2 separate regions of the Zea mays genome follow, and region 1 is linked to region 2. A link is a contact called in public Hi-C data. All regions are on one chromosome and are shown on one strand. The core of a region is the stretch at or near the end of the contact, and the rest is flanking DNA. Distances in the headings are between cores, read along the strand shown.

Evidence for each region. A called contact is a pair of places that touch in the nucleus more often than the background predicts.
Region 1: a Hi-C map of ear shows a contact between it and region 2, with 2.7 times the contacts expected there. The contact joins the promoter of LOC103632279 here to the promoter of LOC100501627 in region 2. A contact is called at or near these places in 2 of 25 Hi-C or Micro-C datasets (ear and endosperm).

Annotation. Positions count from the first base shown.
Region 1 is chr7:41,464,014-41,468,518 of Zm-B73-REFERENCE-NAM-5.0, forward strand. LOC103632279 reads left to right here and starts at 1,675. Exons shown (of 3, transcript XR_555795.2): 1 at 1,675-1,938; 2 at 2,027-2,087; 3 at 4,000-4,281. LOC111589873 (U2 spliceosomal RNA) reads right to left here and starts at 3,315; the gene lies at 3,120-3,315.
Region 2 is chr7:40,795,015-40,799,596 of Zm-B73-REFERENCE-NAM-5.0, forward strand. It overlaps LOC100501627, which reads right to left and starts at 2,832. Exons shown (of 7, transcript NM_001196310.1): 1 at 2,224-2,832; 2 at 449-871; 3 at 1-232. The coding sequence starts at 2,793.

The DNA.
Region 1 (4,505 bases), core at 425-2,924, 670 kb after region 2:
TTTGAGATGCAAATGCCATGGCCATAACCAGACATTATTGAGACCTATATAAATATATGGACAATTACGATCAGACGAGCCACACATAGTGTAGACAGATTGAAGTGTAACATTTTAGACAGGTCTGAACCTACATGCATGGAGCATCTGTGAGTAAAAACAAATAAAAAATAGTAGTATTTCGGGTTAGGCTCACGCGGAGGGGGAAAAAGAAACAGAATCTAGGTAGCTTAGCTAAACCTCTCTATCTCGAAAGTCAAAACCCTTGCTAAGCCAAGCCTAGTTAATTTTCTTAGGTCTACCCCCAAAGCCTCTAAGAAAGATCATGGTAGTAGCTACCAGAGTCTAACAAGCACAAGCTAATTAAGGCCCACAATGTCATGTGAGTCTAACAAGCACAAGCTAATTAAGGCCCACAATGGCGACGATAAGAAACGAAGCCTTTTGTTCCAAATAAATTATAATGACACCATCTAAGACATGTTGCTAAAATTCAGCAGCACACGTAACCTTTTTTTAAAAAAGAATACACTATCTCCCTTTTTTTATTTGTCGTGTTCTAGTTCAAAAATAAACAAGTCGATGATAAATATTCGAGAACAATTGAGTTAGTATTAGCTAGGACCTTGGAGAAGGATGCATGTGACAGCGGAACCAACCAAGGGATCCTTGGGTTCCACTAGCTCTAGGTGGCAATTAGCAATTCAGCGTCCTTCCTATGTTGCGTGTTGCCAGGAAGGTTCCCCACGTCATCCATCTACTTCCCCTCCGTCCTTATGTGCTTGCTCTTGGTGTTACTCTCACCATGTTTGCCGGCGGGGTTTTGGAATCTAGGCTGCTTGGCGCTCAAACGATTGCCAAGGTCGATCTAGATCTCGATCCCCGAGGTTTAAGGTTGTAGGCTACCTAGGTGCAAGCGTGTAGTATAATGTCTTGTTCGTTTGTGTCAGATTGCACCCGTAATCGTTCTAGCTAATCAAAGTTTATATAAATTAGAGAAACAATCCGATTAAGAATCGTTCCGATTTACCAATCCGGCACAAACGAACAAGGCCTAAGCGCGGCGAGGAGACGGACGGCTAGCTTATTAACGGTGGTGATGATATACTCCTATACGATTATAAATATAGTTACCAGCATGGAGCAAAGAGACAAACCACGCGGCAATCTCCTCCACAATGATAGATTGCACGTACGTACCACACACACACAGACGGACGGACACGCTGTCGGTGTTGGTCTGGATCGGCGCATGCAGCGCGCTAGCTGCTGCCTGATTTGGGCGACCACTACTTGGCCACCACCAAAACTGACCATCAATCTGATTGGCCCCGTGTGTCGTCAGAGCACGTTGGTGTTTAATTATTGGCTAGTCGTTTTACTTGTGGGTCTCTGGGCTCTGTAGTAGTAGGGTCCGGCCAGGAAGAATCTGCATGCGTGGGGGAGTTTGATGACCAACAGTAATATTGATGCTGTTTGCTCTCCTGCCATGATCATTCTCCCTTTTCCGCTGAAAAAAGAGAGAGAGAGAGAGGAGATTCCAAAGTACTAATGCCATTATTATTATTCCGATGAAGATTACGAACGAGATGATAATCATATCTACTTGGCTTCCATGCATGCCCATATATCATCAGCCCATGCGTGCTTCAAACGAGAGGCCGGTGAGAGACATATACCGTCACATCCCTTTTTCCTCTCGCTATAAATCTACCACCACGATCCTCCATCCGGCCCGGCCCGGCCCGGCCCGTTGGAGGGGACCGCTGGTTGCCGACAGAGCCATATGGACGACTTGTTGGTTACGCTGTTCCACAACTTGGCACAGCATCCAGAGACTGGCACTGGCACATGTCGGCCGCAGGCTTGCGGTGACGCTTACAGCAGGACACTGAAGAGATGGCACGGCTGGTTGGGTTGGCCACTTCGAGCTTTTCGGTACGTACTACTCCTTGTCTAACTCTAAGCTCCTCCATACTTGTTTGCAATCTCAGCTTGCCATGAACATGAAGCTTGCACCGGACAGGACGAACAAGTTCATGGAGATCATCAGCGTGGTTCAGGCGCATCAACGCTGATATTGACAAGTAAGTTCTGCAGAGAACCACAGGTTTCTGGTAAGTTGAGCCCGGAATACACTACAGTTTGTGTAACCAACAAGAAATTTTCTGAAGGTCAAGTTTTTTTAAGATATACACCTGTGTCTACTTGCAGGCCAGCGTGGGCATGGACGATCTTAAGGCATCCTAATCATCTATCTAACACTTATGACTTTACTTTTGCCAGGCTTACACAGAAACAACCATCGATCTGTCGATAATTTGTTTGTATCGTTGGTTATATGACTGTCAAGTGTAACACCGTCTTCAGCAGCTCTCCTATCACATCCCCTATCTGATACCTCTATTTCAAACTTCACTCTATAACCAGTATCAAATAGTATCATCTACATTACCATACCGTATCCCTATTTTACACGATCCACCGAACACAACCTTATACCCTCTTATATCCATAAAAGTTTGTTCAACCTCTGCTTTGTGTTTGCATTATATCGTGGTTGTTTCAGCCTCCCTAGTAAGAGTCTGTAACTAGGGCTAGATATCGAGCTAGCTTGACTCGTTTACGAACTTAAGCTAGCTCGTGAGCCACAACAGAAAAAACAATATATATATATATATATAATTAATTTTTAATTAATTCTAAACTAATTTAACTATAGTAAATGATAATTATACTCATAGTTTCACATACCACATCAATGCAACACCAAATTAACATAACTCATCACTCATCAATTCATCACCAATTCATAATCCACACACATGTTTATCACTTTAACCCATAGTCACAGTCGCACAGACCAATTTAACACATAGATACGGTTCGTCAATCATTAGTTTAATTCATAATCCATAGGCACCGCACATACGTATAGCATGTTCAACAATTTCAAGCGTAAATGATATGCATATTGTTTCGTTTTACTAAAGTGTGATAGTTCGTTGAGCTCGCGAGCTGGCTTGTTAATAAACTGAGCTAGGATGTTAGCTCAGCTCGTGAAAACATTCAAACGAGCTGAACTGACCATGAACCGAGCGAGCCGACAAGTCACGAGTATTTTGTCCAGCACTATCTGTAACCGTGACGTACAGAACCACTAATACAATGTTTGTACGTTGCGACAACACAAAATCATATTTGATATCTATAAAAAATAAATTTAATATTAAAGTGAACATATAGTCTACATATTAGATATTAAATTGATAAAAACAAATATTACACCTTATCTTAGTCAAAAGGCCGAGAAATATATAAGTTGAAAATGAGCTCCACCTCTTTTTTATAGGTCGCTCGGTCGCTTGTCCTTCAACTAGCAAGGTAGTACTATATGGGAGCGTTGCACTGTATATATGTGGTTTACTGTTGTGTTGGGTTTGAATATAGTTTCTCATGACCCAACTATGCTGTAATGACCCATTGGTAGATGAGATGTGGCCGGCGGGGGGATAGACATAGGACGCACAACACACGGAATTGATGCTTTAGAGGAGTAGAGAAAGTCAGTCTCCTATAAAAAAAGCCTCTGGCTGTTGTGTTTTTTTGAGTGAGAATTCCCTTCTGTTATAGCCGATATATATGTTTGTCCGTACTACTGATGCAAAGTATATCCAGCGCAACAATGTGTTTAGTTGAGTTGATTATCCCCCCCCCCCTTCTTCCATGTTATACTTTAGTTTGTTCCACTCGTGAAAAATATGGTTCTAGTACTAATATAATTCATTTATCTCATGAATTTTAAAACACAATATGATATTTTTCTAAGTTTTATTGTTTGATGCTATATTTATTATTTTCCCATTTGTGAAATTTTATTGGTTTAGTATACATGTATACATTTTGTTTCTAGTGTGCACATTTTTTTTGCTCTAATTAATTTATACAAATGCAAACTCAATGTTTTGGGCTGATACCATTACTCCATTTTAAATGCAGGATTTGTTCTAGGTGCTCAAACATTTTGTTCCTCCTTGTTGAGCACCAGATCTACCAGCCGACAGGCCGGATGGTCCAGCCTTATGGCTGACGGTCCACGCCCCGAACAGTCCGTGAACAGATAAATTTGGGCTGGAGTCATTATTCCTTGTGTGTTATCCTAATATCTCGTGAGAAACTGTTAGATTTCATCTAGGAACTGGTCAAGACTTCTCTTATATATAAAGGGGTACGACCAATTGGATGAACCAATAATCGATCTATGAAACTAGTTTTATCTTATGATTAGATCTAGTAGTAGTTCTAGCCATAGATTAGCCTCAGTTGTAGTTCCTCAATCTCAATCTTCACATCTCTTCGACTCTTCGTCGTCTAGAAACGCTTTGGGTGACCTATCGATCCTAAAGCAACCTTTACAATCTCTCATCCCAGACGTGGTCCCTCTCAGAAGGAGAGATCTAAGTTCTGCACGAAACACTCTATGTCATCGCTGACAGTCTGCCACC
Region 2 (4,582 bases), core at 1,582-4,081:
TTTCTGTATCGTCCAATATTTGAATTCTTGCTCCTGTTGTATTCACCATTTCCTTGATTATAGAACCACCCAAACCAACTAAACAGCCAAACTGGTTTTTGAGCACAAGGACTCTGACCAAGAATTGAGATGCTTTCTCAAATGTTGAGTGTGTATTGGTTTCCATCTCCATCATCCTGTCAAATATGAGAAGTAGTGCACTTTGCACTATATGATATTCCGAGTCTGGGCTCTACAAGGATCAGGAATCAAATATATAAAATGAATGAGATATACAATATGATTCACAAAAAACATAATACAAAGTTTCTAGATTCATGGAGATGTCAAACAGCCATTTAACCATTGTGAAAATTGTTATCTTATCAAACAAACAGTTAAGCACCGGTTATTCACTAAAAGAGAGAATAGCAATGGGAAAGGGAGCCTTTTGTGTTCAAATTCAAACCTCTAGGGCGCAAATTGTTATTACACGTTCCTTGCAACCAGCGACAGGTGCACCAACATCAATACAAGCACCAGTTTCAACTTCAATGCCTTTGATAATCAAGCCCTTCTTGCCAATCAAACCTCCAGCAAGATAGGTAGGCAAGAGAAGCCTGAATGAAACTTGCTGAAGAGTTTTACTTTGAGCATCTCCTGTATTACCTTCTGGACAATGAGTCTTAGCAACACTGCCTTGTGCAAACTCTGTGGATGCCTCTGAGCACGAAGCCCCCATATTAGGCCCAGGTACTTCTGAAGATGCCCATGGGAGTATTGAACCTTCTTTCTTAACATAAGTTGTTGAGTTACCGATTGGAAGGTCACCTTGAAGAAAGCTAGACAAAGCAACTAGAGCTTTCCTTACAGCTGTTCTATCTCCAGTTATCTGAAAAATAATAAGAAACATCAACTGAAACTGTTGAGTAGCAAATCACAGCAATAAACTTTCATGGTAATTAAGCATTTTCTGAGTTTCATATGATCGAATTGAAACTCCACAGAATAGACCTTTCAAACAAAAAAGTTCAATGGGAGTCCCTGATTATTTAGCAAGCCATTTTATGCATATTGCATAATTTCGTTTTGCAGCAAATGAATCAGAAACCAAGTAGATTATTCATTGCTACAGTGTATTAGGTGATACAAGAACAAAGTTTTGTTATATGTGATTCATTGGGCTAGATATTATAGACCTATAGTATCCTATAAGTTACTCATATTTTCTTCCAACATGGAAACAAAGACAGAAATGGACTCATGATGCACCTCCAGATGCTATGAATGCAACACTGAAACAATAAAGGGACAGACCCAGTGGCAGGGACAGACCCAGTGGCTGAGGAAGGAATAAACCGAGGCAAGCCTTTCCGTGCAAAAGCGGAGAGGCTGCTTCGACCCCACGACCTGGTAATGCATAACTAAAATGATGCAATGAGAACAAAATGGATCCAGTTCAACAAAATAATATTACACTGGAAAAAGTGCACAGCATGTCAAATCCAAAAGAATCTCAAGAGTATTGTTAGCTTCGATGCACAATACCTTTGTGTTTTGGACTTCACATTGTGCAAGCTTGCGTGAAAATCATCCATAAAGGTAGGTATGGTGCGTAGCAACAAACAACTATACCTACTCATACGGCAGCAAAGAGCAAGCTGCACCTTTAAATAAGTTGCACTTTTCTACGTTGTTAAATTATAGTTAGGACTCCTATGTCCATGTAAACAAAGACGTTCAATCATTTTTCCATGACAGTGCACTAGTCCAAACGCGTGAGTTCACGTACAGTATGCAATCGTAATCCGCACGTCCCCAAAAAAAGAGCATTTGCAATGCACAGTGCACAATAACAATTAGGAAGTATCGAGGGCCGGGCTTATCCCGGGTGGTGAAGGCGGCGAGCCGGCGAGGTCCCCCGGGGGTTCGACCCCTGATTTCTCACAAATAAAAATCCCCTCGCTGTTCTCGCTCGCTCTCGGGGGAGCGACTCGGCTGTGGCAACGTCGGCCTGGGTGCCTTTGCTGTGTGGGCAGCCTGTGAGTCACCCCGTTAGTGACAGGATGGCAGGGTTAGGGGGTTTCTCGGTCGGGATCGGTCGGGACCGTTCGCTGTGACCTTCTATCTATGCACCCCGGGTCGAGTTTTTTTTTTGAACGATTAGTAAGTATCAAGTATTCAAGTGTAGCACGTACAACCAACAGCTTAAGAGAATTGTAGAAGAGAAAATAGCCAGTATACCTCGACAACCTCCTCAAGCGGCTGCCCCCGTGGCGGCTGCGCGCCCTCCTCCCACATCGCGACGCGCACGTCGGCGCCGGCCTCCAGGGCGATCCTCTCCATGACGCCTCTCCCGGTCGAAGCTTCGAGCCGGTCAGCATCGACCAGGAGCAGGCACGTGATGCACCCGGGACGGGCCTTGCCGCGAGCCTCCTTCTCGACTGCGCAGCAGAGCGCGCCCTCGGTATCAATCACGGCGACTAGCGCCTCCTGCGCCGGCGAGAGCGCGAGGGGCTCCGCGGACGAGGACGAGGCCTCGACGCGGCGGACGGGGACGGTGGGGCCAACTATGGCGGCGACGACACGGCCGCCCGCGGAGGCGGGGTCGAGGGGCTCGACGCGGACCTGCAGCGTGGCAGTGCGGCGGCGCAACGGGTTGACGGCGGCGTAGAGGCGCATGGTGTCGGCGTCGGAGAAGGACGAGGGCAGGAGGAGGCGGAAGACGGCGAAACCGGTGTCGGCAGGTCCGGCATCGGGCGCGGAGAAGGTGGCGTGCGGCGAGAAATGGGGTTGGGGTTTCACCGCGGCCATCTCTGGTCGGTGGTTGTGGGGTTTTCGCCGAAGAGAAAGTACAGCGCGGGGGAGAGCGAGCGGGGAGGAGAAGCAATGGGTCATGGACTGATGGACTCATGGAGACGTGGGGTTTTGACGTTTTGGTGCGGGTTTTCGGGGGCAGTCTGGGCATTTCGTAGTGCGAGCTTTTGCGCTTTTTGTCTTCTTGTTGAAGTGGAGTCTGGAAACTCTGGATGCCGAACGGACGTGCGGGTTATCAAGGGCAATATCCCGTTAAAAGCTACTTCGTTAACCTCAATTTTTCTAAGAAATTTCTATTTTTTCAAAAAACCATTTAGTTATATAGATTTTTAGGAGTTTTTAGGGGTTAGATAAAAAAATATAAGAGACAGGCTTCGACCCTCCATGCATATTATTTTGTAATTGCATTTATGGTTTAGAGGCTCAGGGTTATATCACAAAGTCTATTAAGTGTCTCAGGTACTTAGAAAAGCGAACCAGCGTCTTAGGGAGTCAGGGTTATATCCGCCCCTAGAGCATCTCCAAGAGAACCCGTAAACTAACACTAAAAACGTTTTAAGGGAAAAAAACTCATTTTAAGCCCTCCAACAGTTCCCTGTTCTTGCCCTAATATTGTTCGCATCCCGCATCGACTGGCTTGCCTCTCGTAAATTTGCGTGTGACGGATTCTTCCCCAATCGCCGAGCGCGCGCATCAGCTGCTGGTTCCCGCGTCGGCGGCGGTGAGAGAAACTTCAGCGGCGCCGTTCGGGATCACGCGTCCGCTCGTCGAGATCCTCCCCGACGGCCCGACCTCAATAAGCACGCCCCGAACGCCATCGTGTGCTCCCCTCCCTGCGTGCCTCTGCCTCCGACCCGTCATCGCCGGGTGCGTGCGCCACCCGCACCTACCACCCATACTAGCTCCCTCTTGCTCCTCTCCGGCGGCGACGACATGCATGCAGGTTGCGGTAAGGGCTTGAATGCAGCTGCGACGGAAAACGTAGGAGCAGACAGTGATTAGGACTGCACTCTGCTCATCAAGTACCTTGTTCTTCCCTCGTGGTGGCGGTTCCTGCTGATGGGGCAAACGCAGGAGCAGGCAATGATAAGGACTTGCCTGTGTTGGTGGATGACAACGGTTTCATTTTCATGAACATTTGCCTGACTTGTCGCCTAGTTTAGACTTCTTCGATTACTATTTTATGTGTCTCGGCTATTGTTTTGTTTTACTATTTTCAATTCTACTTATATATGATGAATAATACTCAAAGAACCATGATAGATGTTGCAGAAGGCGAGAATTCTGTAAACTCCTCCACTGCATTACTAATCAACTCCAACAAATCAATTTATTAGTTGGCCTCCCGTGTTTAAACATAACTGATTAAATGAACATTCTGCAGTACAGACCATTGCAAAATAAAACTAGCTTGATGTCAACTTGTCAAGCAGGAACTTAGCGAAGAGAGGCCAGGCCAGGCCTCAATAGAGCAAAAGTGATCTATCAGCAGAATCGAAGGCAGCAAGCGCAAAGACTGATGACAGGCAACGTCTAGTAGCAAAGAGTTTAAAATTTTAAGGGACTAGTTATTAGCATTCTGATGTGGATATAGTTTTTTTGGAGGAATTATTTTTCAACAGCCCCCAATATGGTGTTTTGAGGAACGATTTTTTAGATAGCTCTTGGAGTTGCTCTTAGGGATGTTTGATACTCCTTCATTTCACAAAAATCAACTTAGCTTTATAAACATCTAGCCAAACAGTATCAACTTCAACAACTCTGCTTTATACAAAGCATAAAGTTT